Regions from separate parts of the Zea mays genome. Here region 2 is linked to region 1. Evidence: chromatin contacts called from public Hi-C data. All regions are on one chromosome and are shown on one strand. The core of a region is the stretch at or near the end of the contact, and the rest is flanking DNA. Distances in the headings are between cores, read along the strand shown. Region 1 holds the start of LOC100277126. Region 2 holds the start of LOC100276459 (putative RING zinc finger domain superfamily protein).

The links. A called contact is a pair of places that touch in the nucleus more often than the background predicts.
Region 2: a Hi-C map of ear shows a contact between it and region 1, with 3 times the contacts expected there. The contact joins the promoter of LOC100276459 here to the promoter of LOC100277126 in region 1. A contact is called at or near these places in 4 of 25 Hi-C or Micro-C datasets (ear, leaf, root tip and 1 more) and 1 of 3 datasets of contacts at active chromatin or transcription factors (leaf).

What each region holds. Positions count from the first base shown.
Region 1 is chr4:179,127,898-179,132,376 of Zm-B73-REFERENCE-NAM-5.0, forward strand. LOC100277126 reads left to right here and starts at 2,013. Exons shown (of 1, transcript NM_001150783.2): 1 at 2,013-3,230. The coding sequence starts at 2,309. The coding sequence ends at 3,112. LOC100381621 reads right to left here. Exons shown (of 7, transcript NM_001174438.2): 7 at 3,877-4,165. The coding sequence ends at 4,118.
Region 2 is chr4:179,366,416-179,370,894 of Zm-B73-REFERENCE-NAM-5.0, forward strand. LOC100276459 (putative RING zinc finger domain superfamily protein) reads left to right here and starts at 1,881. Exons shown (of 5, transcript NM_001407007.1): 1 at 1,881-2,138; 2 at 3,433-3,840; 3 at 3,923-4,479. The coding sequence starts at 2,075.

The DNA.
Region 1 (4,479 bases), core at 763-3,262:
TGCTATAAATTTAATTAAACTTATACTTCTGTCCTGATTTATAATTTGTTTGACTTTTTTAGCAAGTTTGAACGTCTCGTCTTATTTATTTTTTTTGCGAAAAAAATAAAAAAATCAAAGCCATAATACTTAAAGTCTATTAGAGACTAAATAATATCACAACAAAATTAATAATAATTATGATTTTTTGAATAATACAAACCGGTTAAACTTAGTGTAAAAAATAAAACGGATTGTAATTTGGAAAAGAGGGAGTAATTACAATTCATAGTTGCATTCTTTTATGAATATGAGTATATCATTAAGACCAAAGAGGGACCATGGTCACCCATTAAGGCTTATTCAATTTTATTACTAAGGGCTCGTTTGGCAGAGCTCTGCTCTATGATTCTCTAACTCCGAGAGCCGATTCTCTAATAGAGTGATTTCGAGTGATTCTTTAGCAAAAGTGAATCTGTTTGACAAAAATCGTTTGTCAAATAGGCTATGAAGTGATTTCTGAGAGGTTAGAGAGTGAAGAGCGGGCTAGGAACAATGGGAAGTAGTTTTTTTTCTCCTACTTTATAGTACAAAATAGAGACTATTCAATGCACCCCCCACTATAAAATAGTTTAGATTTTTACCGTTTAGCTCTACGTGAGTTATTCTTCTCGCAGGAAGTAGAGTTACAGGGACTTTGTCAAACGCCCCTAAGACTTTTAATCGAACAGGCCTGGATTTGGATTGTTACATAATAGTAGTAGTGCTTGTTGAGCAGTAAATGTTCAAAATCAACGTGGATTAGCACCAATATCCCTCGTCCCTCCTCACGGTCCAGAAAATAGCACACAAGCACATCTGTAATGGTACAGTATAACCTTCTAGTATTTACTAGCCAGTAGCCCGTGCTTTGCTACAGTTATTATATATCATATAAATAGATATTGAGATATTTATTCAAATATAATTATTGTTAGTTTCTAAACATTAAGGTATTTGTGATCTGGTGGTTAGCCCCACAATTCTAGAGCAGGGTGTGAGTTTCAGTGCTCGCTCTGCACTATTTTTTTATGCGGTGTGGTAGGTGGACTCAGAGTGTCAACACGGAGGGTGAAACTGTGGTAGCATCATGTTCTCACATTAGGTTATAAATGAGATTATATTATCTCTCATTTAATTCTTCAATAGATTATAAAAATAATACTCTCTCCGTTCATAAGTATACTTTAAAAAGCTTTCAGCACTCATTTTATATAAAATATTTATTTGGAAATTTCAAAATTTATTACGCTCAAACAATCTTTAAATGATAAAACAATTAAAAATAGTAAGTAATAACTAATGATTTCTTTTTAATAAAACGAGTGATTAAAGTTTTGAAAAAGATAATGACATTATATATTTTATGACAAGTGGTTTATGTTTTGTACGCCAAAGGTGGAAAAATATAAAAAAACTCTATCCTTACAATAGCAAGAGGATTTTGATCCCTCTAATCGTCTATGCTATTTTTGCTTCTAAACATACTTTTACCCTGTGCAATTGGGATTAGTTTGGTAACCATATTTTTAAAGAATTCCTATATTTTCAAGAAAAAAAACTTCCCCATCATCGTTCTCTAAAAACTTCTTCATCCTTATTCTCTAATAGAAAAATTTCCCACAGAGAATCGGAGATCGAGGCCATTGGCATCTTTAGATATGAGGACACCAGCGACATTGGTACAATATCTGGCTAAAGAGCATCGCGAAAAAATATAATCCATTATATAATAAGGCACGAGAGGAACACCCAATAATAAAATAATAAAGATCAGTCATTATTTTTTGGCCTATCTAATCTCCTCTTACATGTTTGCTCCCAAACATACCTTTAGCGTTAATTTGGGAGCTAGAAAATATGAGGGAATTGGGAAGGCTATAATCTTCTTCTTATTTAATTTTAAATAAGAAGGAAATTTTAGCCATCCAATCCTCTCCGATTCTGTGGCTTCTAAACTAGGCTTATGGCTTTATCCTGCAAAGTTGGGGTGTATACGGACACAGGATATTTGGTCGCTGGAGACAGACACACGACACGACACAGACATGCGTCGAGGTCACGAGGTCCAGAGCAGTAGGAAAGTAGTTTTCTCGAGGCCACGAGGTCCCCTGTACCTGTAGCTGTAGCATGGGCGGTACAGCAGCACCAATGCAAGCTGCAAGGCGATCGAATGATACTACCCCACCGGCGTCGGACATGCAGGTACGGTAGCGTTCTGTTTTTGTTTATAAATAAAAAAAAACTGCTCCGCGCTTTGCACACGGCCGATCCAGGCAGCAGCAGCAGCATGTTCCCACAGGCAGATGCGCATCCAGCCCACGAGCCTCTCGCCGGCCGGGTGGCCATCGTGACAGGAGGCGCCGGGGGCATCGGCTCGGCGGTGGCCGCGCACCTGGCGTCCCTGGGCGCCCGCGTCGTGGTCGGCTTCATCGGCGACCCGGCCCCCGCGGACCAGCTCGTGGCGGCCCTCAACAACTCCTCGCCGGCAGGCAACAGCGACCCGCGCGCCGTGGCGGTGGCAGCGGACGTGTCGGACCCGGCGCAGGTGGCGCGGCTGTTCGACGCGGCGGAGGCGGCGTTCGGGCCGGAGCTGCACGTGCTGGTGGCCGCGGCGGGGGTGCAGGACGCGACGTACCCGCGGATCGCGGACACGTCGCCCGAGCAGTGGGACCTCGCGTTCGGCGTGAACACGCGCGGCACGTTCCTGTGCTGCCGGGAGGCGGCGCGGCGGCTGGCGCGCGGCGGCGCGGGCCGCATCGTCACCCTCTCGTCCTCCAACGTGGGGTCGCTGCGGCCCGGGTACGGCGCGTACGTGGCCAGCAAGGCGGCCGTGGAGGCCATGACAAAGGTGCTGGCCAAGGAGCTCGGAGGGATGGGGATCACGGCCAACGCCGTGGCGCCGGGCCCCGTGGCCACGCCCATGTTCTACGCGGGCAAATCGGAGGAGCGCGTGGCCGCCGCCGCGCGCGAGTGCCCCATGGGGAGGCTCGCCGAGCCAGCGGACGTGGCGCCCGTGGTGGGGTTCCTGTGCACCGACGCCGCCGGCTGGATCAACGGGCAGGTCATCCGAGTCAACGGCGGCTACGTGTGAGTGTACTGTGATGAGAGGGAGGAGGCATAGCTAGCTAGCTTAGCTTGGAGTGTCAGCGTGTCACCAACCGACAATTACACGTGCTCCTTCCCTTAATAATAATAATAATAATAATAATAATAATAATAATAATAATAATAATAATAATAATAATAATAATAAGGTCTGAGAAAAAAAAAACTTGTACGTGCATTTCCATTTGACCATTTCATTGTGTGATTGAGCCAGGTAGAGGGAAAAAGGACAGATGAGATCCCTCAAAGTAGAGCTCCTGACAGAATGGTGACTGCACCAAAGGGTACGATCAATACAGTAAAATACATAGCCGAAGCTAAAAGATGACCGAGAATTAATAGGAGCTTCCCATCAGCCTAAACAGTTCACAATGGTGTCCTGAGGCCTAAACCAGCCAGTCTCATTCTACCGCATAAAATATAACATAAATGGTAATGGTTCACTCTCTGAGTACCGGCGGTAACAAATTTGAATAGGTCAGTATTGGATGACTGTTGTCTACTCTGAAGTGTCGGTTAGAAGATTCTGGTCGCCCCCTTTGCTTAGATTTGAAACCAGCAATGATAGTGAGTAACCTGTTAACTGGAGCCTCTAGTTCTAAGGAGATGGCGGATCTAAGAAAGATACATCTAAAGGCATTACACTTAAGGACACATAACTGCTAAGGTTTACAGCTTACAACAAAGCTTTCAGTTTTTGGGCGCATTGCATTGGTCTAGGATGCAATAAAAGACCACACTGGCACCTTTGTCATGGAAATCCATGATTTCGTGTTGCTTCCCTTCTCTTCCATGTAAGTTGTTCGAACACAAAAGAACATGGGGGAGTAGAAATGCAAAGAAATATGGGCTACCTACTAAGTACAAAAAAAGGAGAGAGAAAAAAAACGGCATCAAAGATACACATATGCACCGCACAGTCACTGAAACTAATGAATGGTGTTTACCTCTAATCTTCCTAGTCAGAAATACATACAGGACCTTAACCTGCTCACTCTGTCTGTTGTATGAGCTGTGTCCTTAGGCTGGACTCCTGGACCTGTTTAGAGGAGGATGACTGTTAATTTAAACCGAGCATCAGACCCATATTGTTTCTTTTTTTTTTGTACTCAAAACATCTATTGTGATTGCAGCTTGACGCATCGAACTCATTTTGTAGTAGGGCTGCGGTTTCGGAATTGGTCATACAAAAAAGCAAACATGCAAGTTATAGCCAGATGAAAGAAAAACAATCATCTACGATACATTTGAACATGGTAGCGAAATAGTAGACAGATGTAAATGTAATCATCTGTTCTACAAATATTAGTATGAGCTACAAAAGAGGCAGGGTACCCTCAAATAGGGTTATAG
Region 2 (4,479 bases), core at 631-3,130, 240 kb after region 1:
GGAAATTGTGGAAAATGGGATGCATTTTGATAGTATGGATAATCATGTGCTTATTAATGAACGAATTCATAAAAATGCCCAAGCCACTACTGTTTTGCTAGCATCTCTATGCAGGGATGAATATAACAAGGTTAGCGGCTTGGACAACGCCAAACAAATCTGGGACACCCTCAAGATCTTGTATGAGGGAAATGGTGCTACAATGATCACCAAGATGGAACTGGTGGAAGGCGAGCTGGGGAGATTCACCATGATCAGGGGGAAGAGCCAACACAAACCTACAACAAGCTCAAGACCCTGGTCAACAAGATCCGAAGCTATGGAAGCACAAGATGGACGGATCATGACGTCGTCCGACTCATGCTCAGGTCATTTACTGTTATTGACCCCTATCTTGTCAACCTTATTCGTGAAAACCTCAGGTACACCAAGATGACGCCCGAGGAGATCCTTGGAAAATTTGTGAGCGGGCGTGTGATGGTGAAAGAAGCTCGATACGTGGATGATGCACTAAACGGTCCACTACCTATCTACGAGCCACAACCTGTTGCTCTCAAAGCAACCAGCAGCAGGGAGGCGCTACCAAGAAAGGTGGCACAAGTAGAGGCTGTCGGGCTCAATGAAGATGAGATGACACTCATCATCAAGCGCTTCAAGACCGCGCTAAAAGGACGCAAGGAGTACCCCAAGAAAAAAAAGTCAAGGGGAAAACGCTCCTGCTTCAAATGTGGTAAGACTGTTTCAAATGATCTAGATAGCTAGAGATGGTGAATAGTCTATAAAAATAGTTTAATAAAATATATTACAATAACTAGAGATAATATAAAACTTATCGGTATAATTGTCTCGATCTATCTCTATCCCGCTTCTTACTTAGTACCATATACAAGATGTGATCAATGATAAAATGCTATCATGGATTACTCTACACAACATAATATAAGCTACAAGATGCAATGGACAAGAGATTAACACAATATTTATTACTGCGGATCAATTGCTTGTCGGCAACCCACATCCTCGTTGTAGCGAGTCTAGCCTTAGACGATCCACGTGTTTATTAGTGTAATAAGCCAAGCCCACATAAAGGATATTGTGACTAGTGGCAGCGCTCCTTCCTCCCTCGAGCTTAGCTCCAATGACCCTCCCTCTCTAGCCTCCATGAAATGAGATGACCCCCTCGAGCTTGAGCGGCTCTGGCATCTACCTCGACAATGCGCATGGCCCTAACCATCATGTGTGACATCGTTGTCACACAAGCGAGTGTGACCTCAACTGAATGTCTATGTGAAGGAAAAAGATAAGATTGACATAGGTTGACATATGTGATTCGCTTGTCATCAAAAGAAGTTGATATATATTTTTTCCAACCATTGAATCCAATGGTTTCTAGTTTTTCTATAGCCTATAAACAACAATAGTTTTTCTACCACCCACAACTCACTGTAGAATTCTCAAAAATAACAAGTTAACCAAACTTAAGTTCACACATTTTTTAAGCTGAAAAATCTGCGGAGAGAAAAAGGTTTAGGTTGGAACAAATGGACGTACCCATGGAAGAGTTTATCACTCAGTAACGAGTGAAACCCGCTGATATTGGCCCGATTTTTGGTGCATTCTAGTTTTAAATTTGAAAATAAAAAAAATCAAAATTTAGTCAATAAAACGGATTTTTGAAATTTTGAATCGAGAATGTAATCCCTGGACATACCACACCGCCCTGGCCTGTCCCCGTACTTTCCCCCACGTGGATCCCACACCGACCCAAAGCCAGGCACCCAGCCCAAGCGCTTGCGGGCCCATCGGCAACTGAGCTGTGGGCCCGGAGAGCACGCCTCACGCCGAAGCCTATATAACCCGCACCTCCTGCCACTCCCAGTCTTTTCTCCCCTTCCCACCCCATCCCTCACTGCGAGTGGCCTGGTGCGCGAGCCGCGCGAGAGGAAAAGAGGCAGAGCGAGCCTTCCGCCTCCTCCCCCCCTTCGCGAGAGAGAAAGGAGTGGGGGAGGAAAAAAAATCTTAGGGCTTTCTCGTCGATCCTCTCCGCGATTACCCCACCGATTCGTCCAATCCAATGCAGCGCGGCCCCGCGGTATCAAATCCCCCGGCGGCGGCCGCCACCGGCGCCTCCGAGAACGGTAAGAGAGCGGCCCGTCCTGTGGGGGGTTTCGGGTGTTCTTAGCGGGGGGTGCTGCTTGATATCGTCTTCCGTCGAATTCCTTGGGTTCTGGGCGGGCGATTCTGTTTCTCGGCGCAATGCGATGCCCTTCATCAAGAAACGGTGACTTCTCGGGCCCGGGGTTTCGTGGGGGATGCGGTCCCGGCTCGGCGTGCGTAGTTGCGTGTATGGTGAACGGATCGTCGATGAGACTCTTGATCGAATCCGCATGTTGCCTGGATCTGATGCGAGAGTACGCTTGGGATTTGTGATCCTGGAACGGGCAGCAGAGAGCTGTTTTAGGCCCTCTCGATCATAAGAGGGGGGGGGGGGGGGGGGGGGGGGGGGGTGGGTTCGTGTTCTTGCTTTGGCCTTTGGGTAACCCCAGAGCATGGCGCGGATCATCCATGGCTCTGTTCTGCATAGCTGGGTGAGGGTTTCTTGAATTGGACTACCTTGGATTGAGGAACACGACAGAATAGAATTTTCCATCTAGATGGTTTGAAATTCATATATATCAGTTCATATCTTGCAGGTGGATGTGATTTGTCTCGTGCGGATGGGAAATGGTCGTAGGATCCTTTATAGGTTATTATTGAACTGCCCCCCACAGTTAATTGGTGGGTCTTGTCTATTATTGTTAGGTCCTTCTTGCATTCCATTTTCTACTAAATACAAGGGCGCAGGTGAAGACATGGATTGATGCTTTAGCTCTAAACGTTGATTTGTTTTGAATAGGCTTGCTTGGTCTGGCGTAATGTTAGTCAGGGTATTAATCCTCATATGGAGACTAGAGTCCCCATCAAGCCATCTAGTCCGGTACTTGAACTTACATATGCTGTTTTTCTTTATTTGGCATATCCACATATCCCGATTCTGTAACGGTTCGACAATTCCATTAAATATTCTAAGTTGGTTATGCGGTATAGTTTATAGAAGTGCACCTTCCCCGTGTGCCTGGATGTTACTCCTGAAAGATACTTAGCTGCTGGACTGTTAATTCATTTAACAAATATCACAAGATGGAGTTGCACATTAATTTCTTCTGTTCTATGTTATCTATCTTAGCAATCTGCATCTCATACTGTGTTTTGACTCAATTGATATTTAGTGTAGTTTCTTGCTATATATGACCATGCTGCATGATTTTAGTAATGCCTCACAGTCTCACACTTCTGTTCATGAAGTAAATATTAGCTAACAGTACACCCCCAAACAATGTTTCTGCTTAATCTTGAACTCGCTTCTTTTTTTACTTTGCTTTGCATTTTCAGTGAGCAGAAATATTGGACACTCTGGCCCATCTTGCAGTGCACCTGCATATCAGTTGTTTCGCCCTGTTACTCGTTCTATGACCCGTGGGTCTGATCCTATCGTGGCTTCACCTGGTTTCAAGGCAGGAGGATCTGATAGCGCAAGCACACAAAGAAGTATTTCATATGCTTCTTTTAGCGCTCAATTAGTTGCCTCACGACTGACTGCCACTCGTACCCGGACCCCTCTAAAAGTGACTTCATCTGGTTGGAAGCCTCTTACTCAACCTGTTGCTCTGAACGAAGAGAGGAAATGTGCAAACCTTACAATCAACCCTACTGCTAAGCGTTCCAGAGTTACTTCCTCCAGAGCTGTCAAAGATTCAATCAACAATTCAGCTTCAAAAGCCAACTCAAGTGTTCCCAGTGGTGTTTACTTGATGCTTTTATCAACATAATTTTAGTAGCCATGCACTGAATCTTAACCCTTAATTATTTTATCTTATTGCAGACAAAAAGTACAGAAATGAAGATAATGTGAGCCTGGGCGATCAGTCAGATGGGGCCGTCATGCCATCTCCCACAAAGAAGCTGCAAATATGCAAAGGCCCTTCAGATGCACCTTCAATTAGGAAATCAACTATCAGAATCCTGGGTGTTAAGGGAGCTGCTCTACCACCCACAGGGAAATCTCAAGTTGAAACTCGGAAATGCTTTGCTAATGCTACAGCAGAAGTGATTTCTGCTAGTACAAACGAGATCAGTGAGCCAGATAATGCAGCTGCCCCATTGCTTGCACAGCAGTTGCCACCAGACACTGCAAAGAACTCCACTGTCATCATGCATACCCATGAAACAAGTAAAGTCAATCAGTTGGCTGCTACATGGCCAAGGGCGAACTTTCAAACTGATTACAACAAGAAGCCTTCCAATGTACCCATAATGGCTAACCAGCCCAGTGGGTTCGCTGGTGCGACTGCTCCCTTGGTGACACCAAAGATGGAAATCGGAAACATGAAGGACAGTTCCAATCCTCTCTCAAATCCTGCTTACGCAAGGGCGCTTGTA